2 separate regions of the Danio rerio genome follow, and region 2 is linked to region 1. Evidence: chromatin contacts called from public Micro-C data. All regions are on one chromosome and are shown on one strand. Each heading gives the region's core, a stretch centred on a gene start, on an enhancer-like site or on the middle of the called end of the contact. The rest is flanking DNA. Distances are from core to core; before and after follow the strand shown.

Region 1 (4,688 bases), core at 1,449-3,948:
GCATATGTTTTACACAGCGGATGCCCTTCCAGATGTAACCCAGTACTGGAAAACACCCAAACACACACATTCACACACACACTCATACACTAGGGCCAGTTCCCCTATAGCGCATGTGTTTGGACTGAAACCGGAGCACCCGGAGGAAACCCACACCAACACGGGGAGAACATGCAAACTCCACACAGAAATACCAACTGACCCAGCCGAGACTCAAACCAGCGACCTTTCTACTGTGAGGCTACAGTGCTAACCACTGCGCCACCATGATGCCTAAAATGCAGTTTCTAGTCCAAATATCTCAATAAACTGAAATCCAGAAGCATTTTCCAGACAAGCAGAAGATATTGTCTTGTTTTCAGAAATAATGAGGCAAAACGAAGTGAGTTTGTGCTTAAAACATGCTAAATAATCTGCCAATGGGGTAAGAAATGTAATATAGTTAATAATAATTAGTTTACCCTAATAATAATTTGCTTGAGTAAATTAAAGACTCAAAAGTGACATGATAAAATAAAAGCCTCGTGTGGTGTCAAATTACTGCATATTCTGTTCTGACTGGTTTAGTAGAATTGTTCCAGATATTGTCATTCACTGGGCAGATGTGGGAGAACGGATGTTTACTACATGGTGTGTGTGTGTGTGTGTGTGTGTGTGTGTGTGTGTGTGTGTGTGTGAGAGACTGTCAGATGAAGTTCACACATAATAACGCAAGCGCTGCCATCTAGCGGTGACACACCGATACAACTGTTCTGACTGAAGAAAACAGCCAAGCAAAAAAAAAAAAAAAAAAGATCTCTATTAAATAAAAAAAGGGTATTATAGATAAAAGACTGAATATTAATTTTAATAATTAAATAAATACAATTATATAAATATATAAAAATAAATGAAAAAAATATATACAAAATAAACAAATAAAAACTGATTAGAGACTTAAATAAATAAATAAAAATGTGTAAATATAAACTGATTAGAGAATTAATTAAATAAATAAATAAATATAGAAACAATAATTGTATAAATAAATATATAAATGAATAATGACTGATTAGAGACTTAAATATATAAATATATATATATATATATATATATATATATATATATATATATATATATATATATATATATATACTTAAATAAAAAAATAAAACTGATTAGGAACTTAAATAAAAAAATAAAAAAATAAAACTGATTAGGAACTTAAATAAATAAATAAATAAAACTGAATATGAGTCTAAATAAACGTATGAATAAATAAATAAATAAATAAATAAATAAATAAATAAATAAATAAATAAAAACAAATTAGGAACATAAATACATGAATGAATAAATAAATATTGACTAATTAGGGACTCAAATAAATAAATAAATAAATAAATAAATAAATAAATAAATAAATAAATAAATAAAACTGATTAGGAACTTAAATAAATACATAATAAATAAATAAGTAAAGTAAGTAGTAGTTTGATGAAAATATAGTTGTAGTATTAGCACTGAAGTCATATGAAATGTCAGAATTTGGCATCAACAACATGAAAGATCCACCCTGCCTTGTATCAGCGGTTGAAATGTCACATGAATATTACTGTAGGAGCCACAGAAGCAAAGCAGGTCATATCATAACTAATTTCATGCAATAACATCTACAACACAAACAACAACAACAACAACAGAGTTAGTTACAGTCTATGACAGAGTTTATTAAAAACCTTCACATCTGATTTCAGAACGTAACAAGGTTTGCATGTGTCAGCAAAAGCTATGACTAGTGTTAAAGCCCTGCAATACAGTGGAAATAAGATTTTCATTTAACCCAATCACATAACAATCAAACATTTACAATCAGAAATGAAATTTCATTTTATAGTTACTTTGGTTTGAATTCAAACAGCAAAGTAAAACCATGTTTAATCATGCAGTTACTATAGTTTGACATCAAATAACGTAGTAAAACCATGCTTAATTATGTAGTCACAATGATTTTACTTCAAAAACTGTAGAAAAACATGGGTAATTTTGTAGCTACTATTGTTTTACTTCAAATACTATACTAAATCATGGTTAATTGTTTAGTTACTTTGTTTTTTTATAAATACCATAGTAAAACCTTGGGTAATTTTGTATAGTTAATATGAATTTAGTTCAAATACCATAGTAAAACCATGGGTAATTTTACAGTTACTGTGATTTTAATACAAATACCATAGTAAAACAATGGGTAATTTTGTATAGTTGATATGGATTTATTTCAAATACCATAGTAAAACCATGGGTAATTTTTCAGTTACTATGATTTTAATACAAATACCATAGTAATGGGTAATATTACAGTTACATTGATATGAATTCAAATACCATAGTAAAAGCATACGGTTTTACTTCAAATACAATACTAAACCATGGTTAATTGATCAGTCACTATGGTTTAATAAAAATACCGAAGTAAAACCATGTTTAATCTTTATAAAGGTATGAACCAGCAAACAAAAATCAAAACAGATCTTACCAATACATCCGACGGAATGTCCAAAGTTAACGAGAATATTTATTATATCAGCCATTAAAGTGTTCTTTATTAAAGTCTACCCAAATCCTAAATCTACCCTTCACGGCAATGTAAAACAGATATTAATGTTGAACAGTGAGATTGTTGTATAGTGGATTGTTGTACTTAACTTCCGGTCGCAGCGGGATCTCTTCTCTGGTCAGGTGTTTAATTAAACTGTGCTGGGGCCTCATTCATAAAACTTTGCGTAGAAGCCTTCCTAAACGTGAACGCACAAAAGAATACATCTTGATGTATTTATTAATGATGATGGCGGCTCATATGATGATTTAAAGTCGTTTAATTAAGTATTCAATGTATGTTACCAAGAGTTTACTTACAGCTGCGCACGTTGCCGCCCCCATTTTGTGCGTAGGCTACGTTCCTTTAGGTTGTCATGTACTGATTTCTGCCGCCATCTTGTGGATATACATGGCCAGTGGTCATATGAACTGCTTTAATGCGGTGCTGTCGGTGGTGTTACAGAAAACGATCAAATAAAATAAACATATTCTTCAACGATTGAAGTAATGCTGAATTAAAATAGCGCTATTCTTTCCAGTCAGATTTAAATTACATATTTCAACCACTATTTTGGCCATATTTGACCAAGCGTTGGGTTAAAATAACCCAGTATTTTTATTAGAATGTAAAAACATTAAATAGCTATAATAAAAACTGTCACCTTTAACGTTCGTCTAAATAAATGAGCTCATGTAAACTGATCCAACATTTACACAAATATAAATGGGAGTTTGAGAAAACTACCCAGACAGCACACATACGTTGGGCCGACGTCGTGCCGACTTTCAAAATTCCATCGGCGCGATGTCGCTCAGGGAGCGTTTGCTAATTGGCAAAATGTCGCCGCGACGTCGGCAAATGATCGGAAACGCAGTTCACATGATGCATGTCGCGTTTGTCTAATTTATTATGCACGCAAAAACTTACTTGTAAACCAAATATGTTGCCGGATTCTTTCATGGGCATGAGAGATCAAGTGCTTATGAAGTGCTTCGTCGGCCTCTGGTCGTTAACCGACGCAGAGCCGACGTTTGTTGAGCTGGAACAATAGAACACAAGACCGAACGATCATGCGTATGTTTGGCCGACCATATACCGATGTTAGAATTAAAGGGGCCGACGTGTTGACCTTCGGCCGACGTCGGCCCAACGTATGTGTGCTGTCTGGGTAAAGAAAATAATAATAATGCTAAAGCTAAATATAAATAATTCTATAGCTTTGATTTAGTGTCAGTAATTTAGATTATATGTAAATACATAATTAAAAATACATTGTCAGGTATATTTAGAGCAAAAGTCATATAACACATTATAGAGACTATTAAACAATCACATTGCAGAAAATTCATCTATTTTTATTTATTCATTTATTTATTTATTTATCTATTCGTCTATTTTTTATTTGTGTATTTATCTATTCATCTAGTTCTTTATTTATTTATTTATTAATCTATTTTTTAAATTAATTAAATTATCTATCTATCTATTTATTTATTTATTTATTTATTTATTTATTTATCTGTTCATTTATTTATTTATTTATTCATCTATTTATTTATTTATTTATTTATTTATTTATTTATTCATTCATTTATTCATCTATTTATTTATCTATTTATTTATTTATTATTCTATTAATTAATTAATTAATTAATTAATTAATTTATTTATTTATTCATCTATTTATTTATTCATCTATTTATTTATTTATTAATTAATTTATTTATTTATCTGTTCATCTATTTAGTTTTTATTTATTTCTTCAACTATTTATTTATTTATTTACTTATTTATTTATTAATCTGTTTATTTTTTATTTATTTATTCATCTATTTATTTATTTATTTATTTATTTATTTTTTCATCTATTTATTTATTTATTTATTTATTTATTTTTTATTTATTTATTCATTTATTTATTTATTCATCTATTTATTTATTTATTTATTTATTTATTTATTCATTCATCTATTTATTTATCTATCTATTCATATATTTATTTAATTATTTATCGGATTTACCTTATATAATATTAGTTGCTCCAAAATAATAATAAGCTAATATAATTATGAATTAGCTTCTGAATAAATACTGATTATCACATTCCTAA
Region 2 (4,688 bases), core at 1,377-3,876, 200 kb before region 1:
CTAGTAAGCTCTCCAGTAACCTATAATAAATACATACTATTAAACTAGTGAATTACCAATCTAGGCAGAACATTACATTTATAACCTACCTAGTACAAACAGCTTTTTTGGCTTGAGTCTTAAAAGCTAGTGAGCTGCCTATCTAGACAGCATTTTGATCTCACTGTATGCTGCCTCCACACTTTACTTCACAACCTATAGTGAGCCTTCCTAGACAACATTTCAACATAAACCCTACACAGTGTTTGCGCTCCATATTCTCACAATCTGAAGTCTCTACCTAGACTGTATTTTGGTTTCAACTCCCAACAAGTGAACTACATTTTAGGGCTTGATAGTCTCACAGCCAAGTAAGCTGACAATGTGGAATCCTGACAGCACTTTGGACTTAAAACAGACCTAGTAAGCACAACACACAAACTAGTATGCTTTGATTGGACTTCATGATCTAGTAGACAGCATTTTAAACCAATAACCTACTAAAACAATCTGACACGGCCTAGTCGGTTACTACTTAGTAAGCTGCCTACACACAAACAGTTTTCTGTGGCTTTATCACCTGTCAAGGCAGAAATTTGTGGTTGAAACTATCCAAAACATGAGCTGTGTAAACTAAAGCACGTTTTGGTTTAAGAGCCACACAAGCTAGCAAGCTGTCTACCTAGTAAGTGTGTAGGAATTTGTACACTGCCTAGTGCCTACCTGCAAACACATTGCATAGGTGACTTAACAGTGTCACAAAAGTAAGCTGTCTACTACATTTTGGTCTCAATACCTACCTAGTGTGCTGCTAGGCAACAAACAAACATTATTTAGGGGTTCATAATCTCACCTAAAAAGCTGTCTAGCAAGACAACATGTTAGTCTCAATATCTACTAAGTAGGCTACCTTCACACAAACTGTTTTGAACTTCAAGTCTTACAAGTTACCAACCTAGTTACCTAGAAACTAACAGTTCTGTTGAGCTTTATAATCATGTGACAAGTCAATACCTACCTAGTATGCTGCTCATTATGTTAGGGTTTCATACTTGGTCGCTACCTAAAAAGCAGTCCTTTAAGTCTCAATACCTACTTAGTAGGCTACCTTCACACAATTGTTAATAATCAAGTCTTACAACCCATTTTCTTAGCTTACATTTTTGACTGAAAGCTAGTACACTGCCCAGTTTTATCATCTTACAACCTATACATGTCTATAGCTGCCTAGTATGCAAAGCAACAAACATTATTTTAGGGCCTCAGCTAGACAACACTTAGGTATCAATGTCATAGAGGTAACGTTGGTTTTATATTTGCATATTCGTTCATTTAGCAGTCTCTAAATTGTTTACTATGTTACTTTGAATATTGGATCGGAATTAGCATGCAAGTATGACTTCTGAACAGCATTAGCACTATCAGATTGACTGTGAACAATGCTGTACTTTGATAGTCATTTGCCGCTAATATGATTTCCCTATTTAGAATTTGCAAAGAATACGTTTCTGACACTATATTATTAAGGAGAATGTCTGAATATCCCAATATAAACCAACTTTACCTCTATCTCCATGCCTACTTAGTAGGTTACTGACTGGAACATTACCTAGCTAGTAGTACACTGCCTAAATGACCAACAATCCCTACTACAGGTTCACCATAAACAGCATTTTGACCTTAGAATCTTTCCTAGCAGGCTGTATACACCAAGAAACAAACTTCACTTTAGACTTTTGAAATTTCACAACCTTGTCAGCGCCCTAGCTAAACTAGTCTTGACTACGTGGACTGCATTATGAACTCAAACAGCACCGCCTCAGAGCCGGCGAGTGAGCTGAGCTGTCTATCCAGGCAGCAGTTCTGGACAGCGCGGGTACCCTCAGTTAGAAGCTCACTGTTCACTAACACCTAGCAAGTGCTCATTGGGGTAATGCTGGTTTTATATGCACACATTCAGGCTTTCTCCTCTATAATTTAGTTTTAAAGAAGTATCCCTTGAGAACTCTATATATTGAAATCATACTATCAGCCAAAGACAATCAAAGCACTGCATTCTTCACAGTCCATTAAATCGCGTTGTTGTGGTTTTGTGATAATAATGTGATTATAGAGCCAATATTCAAAGTAAGTTAGCGTGGTAAACACTATCGGGAGTGTGTCATAAGCTGTCACTGAACGAATGTGCGAATATAAGACCAACTTCACCTCAGCCTCGGAGCCCAGTGAGCTACAGTTCTGAACATTTGGTTCCCTCAGTAGGGCGCTCAGTGCCCACTAACACCCACCAAGTGCTCACCTGCAGAACCACCTCTACATCGTAGGAGTTCCCTTTGCTCTTCTGGTGTCCCCGGAACCGGGAGCCGCTGTAGAGCAGGGAGGTGCTGACGCCGGGCTGGCGCGTGTTGATCGGCGGGGGCGGAATAAGCGAGGCCGAGGCTGAGCAGGCCGCAGACGGGCCCGGGCGGCAGGCGGTGCGAACCGGCATGCTGGATCTCTTCTGCGGGGCCCGAGCAGCGGAGCGTCGCGTCTGTGCGCCGCTGGACCAGGAGAAAACACGACGCTTCACCGCGCGGCGCGTCAGTTTACAAGCTTCTCCCGCAGGACGCGCGGTTACGTCCCTCACAGCAGAATGAAGGCGCTCAACGGAGAGTCGTGTGACCCTGCACGCTGTTCTCTGATTGGATGACGGACGCCGAGTAAAAAATGACGCTGGATTCTCATTGGCTGCATAGTGAAAAGCATGACGGGCTTTGTAGTTGTGAGATGTGGAGGATCGTAAATGTTCTAGAAGTGCTGTTTGTTTAGTGTGACTTTCTTTGTAAATCTGTATGTAAAAAACGCAATTCTCGTTATCTTACCGTTATTTTAATTAACTGTAAAAAATAAAAATAAATATTTGGTAAAAGCTGCTGTTTTAATAACGATAACTTATATATTAATCATATTTAAACAATACTTGAGAAAATAAATGTCCTTAAATGTTCAACTCTCCTGATGAAAAGCTTGATCAGGGCTTTGTAGTTGTGACTGAAATGTTCTAGGAGTGACAGCTGTTTGTTTAGAGTGTAAAACACAGAAGAGCCTCAATCAGTAGTGCAAGAGTGTGAATCCTGTTAACATAATGTTCACATACACACAAATACACTTCATTAAACATGTACAGATATCACTCATATACTATATAACTGCAGGTTAGGTATGTTTATATATAATAACTTTACTGTTAAACGCTATTAATCAATTAAAGTTACTAGTAACTAATAAAGTGATGTTAAGTAACGTCTCTGATTTTGACTGTGATGCAGTAGTTATTATGAAAAGTGCTATACAAACTTGAATTTAATTTTATTTCCACTTTAAATACTGATTGAGTTTATTTTGTAGTAAAGTAAATATATATTTGGCTAAAGGTTTAGCTGTGGTGGTGATGTTTTTGTATATTTATTATATATTTAAGAAATGTCCTTTTATGTAAAACTTTCCTCACCGCACACAAATGGAGCTTCTGCGATACCTACACATCTCTGCAGATGGCAGCATTGCAGATTGAGTGTCTCTAAAACACATTTAAATAAAAATGAAGGCATCATCTTAATTTTATATCAGATTTTAATAAACAAAAACAATACATGTGAGTAGACATATAATATTTCTCAGACATTATATATATAAATTTTCTTTCTCTCTGTCTGATGAACGTGTTAACGCTGCTCAGGTAATGTCATGTCCTCCAGCTCCTCCTTCACAAAGCGAATGTAGTTCTGTATTTCTGAGATGCGCTTGCGATTCCTCTTCACCTCTTCTTCTTGTATCTACACACAGAACAGACAAAGATTTTATCCAATATTTACATTTAATTTAATGATAAAAAGTGTTGTTTAATATTATATAATAATAATATAATACCATAATATAATATAATATAATATAATATAATATAATATAATATAATATAATATAATAATACAATATAATATAATATAATATAATAATATAATATGATATAATACAATATAATATAATATAATATAATATAATATAATATAACATAATATAATATAATATAATATAATATAATATAATATAATACCATAATAATATAATATAATATAATACCATAATAATATAATATAATATAATATAATATAATATAATATAATATAATATAATATAATAATACAATATAATATAATATAATATAATATAATAATTTAATATGATATAATACAATATAATATAATACAATATAATATAATATAATATAATATAATATAATATAATAATACAATATAATATAATATAATATAATATAATAATATAATATGATATAATACAATATAATATAATACAATATAATATAATACAATATAATATAATATAATATAATATAATATAATATAATATAATATAATATAATATAATATAATATAATATAATACCATAATAATATAATATAATATAATATAATATAATATAATATAATATAATATAATATAATATAATATAATATAATATAATACAATATAATATAATATAATATAATAATATAATATAATATAATAATAATATACTATAGTATAATATAATATAATATAACAATAATATAATATTATAATAATATATTATAGTTCTCTGTATTGTTATTCATTTATTATTTTATTGTCTCTATTTTACTATTATTATTATTTTTAATTTCTTTATGCATT

Evidence for each region. A called contact is a pair of places that touch in the nucleus more often than the background predicts.
Region 2: a Micro-C map of caudal fin shows a contact between it and region 1, with 6 times the contacts expected there. The contact joins the promoter of gid4 here to the promoter of rai1 in region 1. A contact is called at or near these places in 1 of 18 Hi-C or Micro-C datasets (caudal fin) and 1 of 4 datasets of contacts at active chromatin or transcription factors (embryo).

What each region holds. Positions count from the first base shown.
Region 1 is chr3:66,924,748-66,929,435 of GRCz12tu, reverse strand. rai1 (retinoic acid induced 1) reads right to left here and starts at 2,698. Exons shown (of 5, transcript XM_073945200.1): 1 at 2,516-2,698. The coding sequence starts at 2,570.
Region 2 is chr3:67,125,014-67,129,701 of GRCz12tu, reverse strand. It overlaps gid4 (GID complex subunit 4 homolog), which reads right to left and starts at 2,626. Exons shown (of 6, transcript XM_073945282.1): 1 at 2,279-2,626. The coding sequence starts at 2,467. drc3 (dynein regulatory complex subunit 3) reads right to left here. Exons shown (of 14, transcript NM_001077727.2): 14 at 3,574-3,794. The coding sequence ends at 3,684.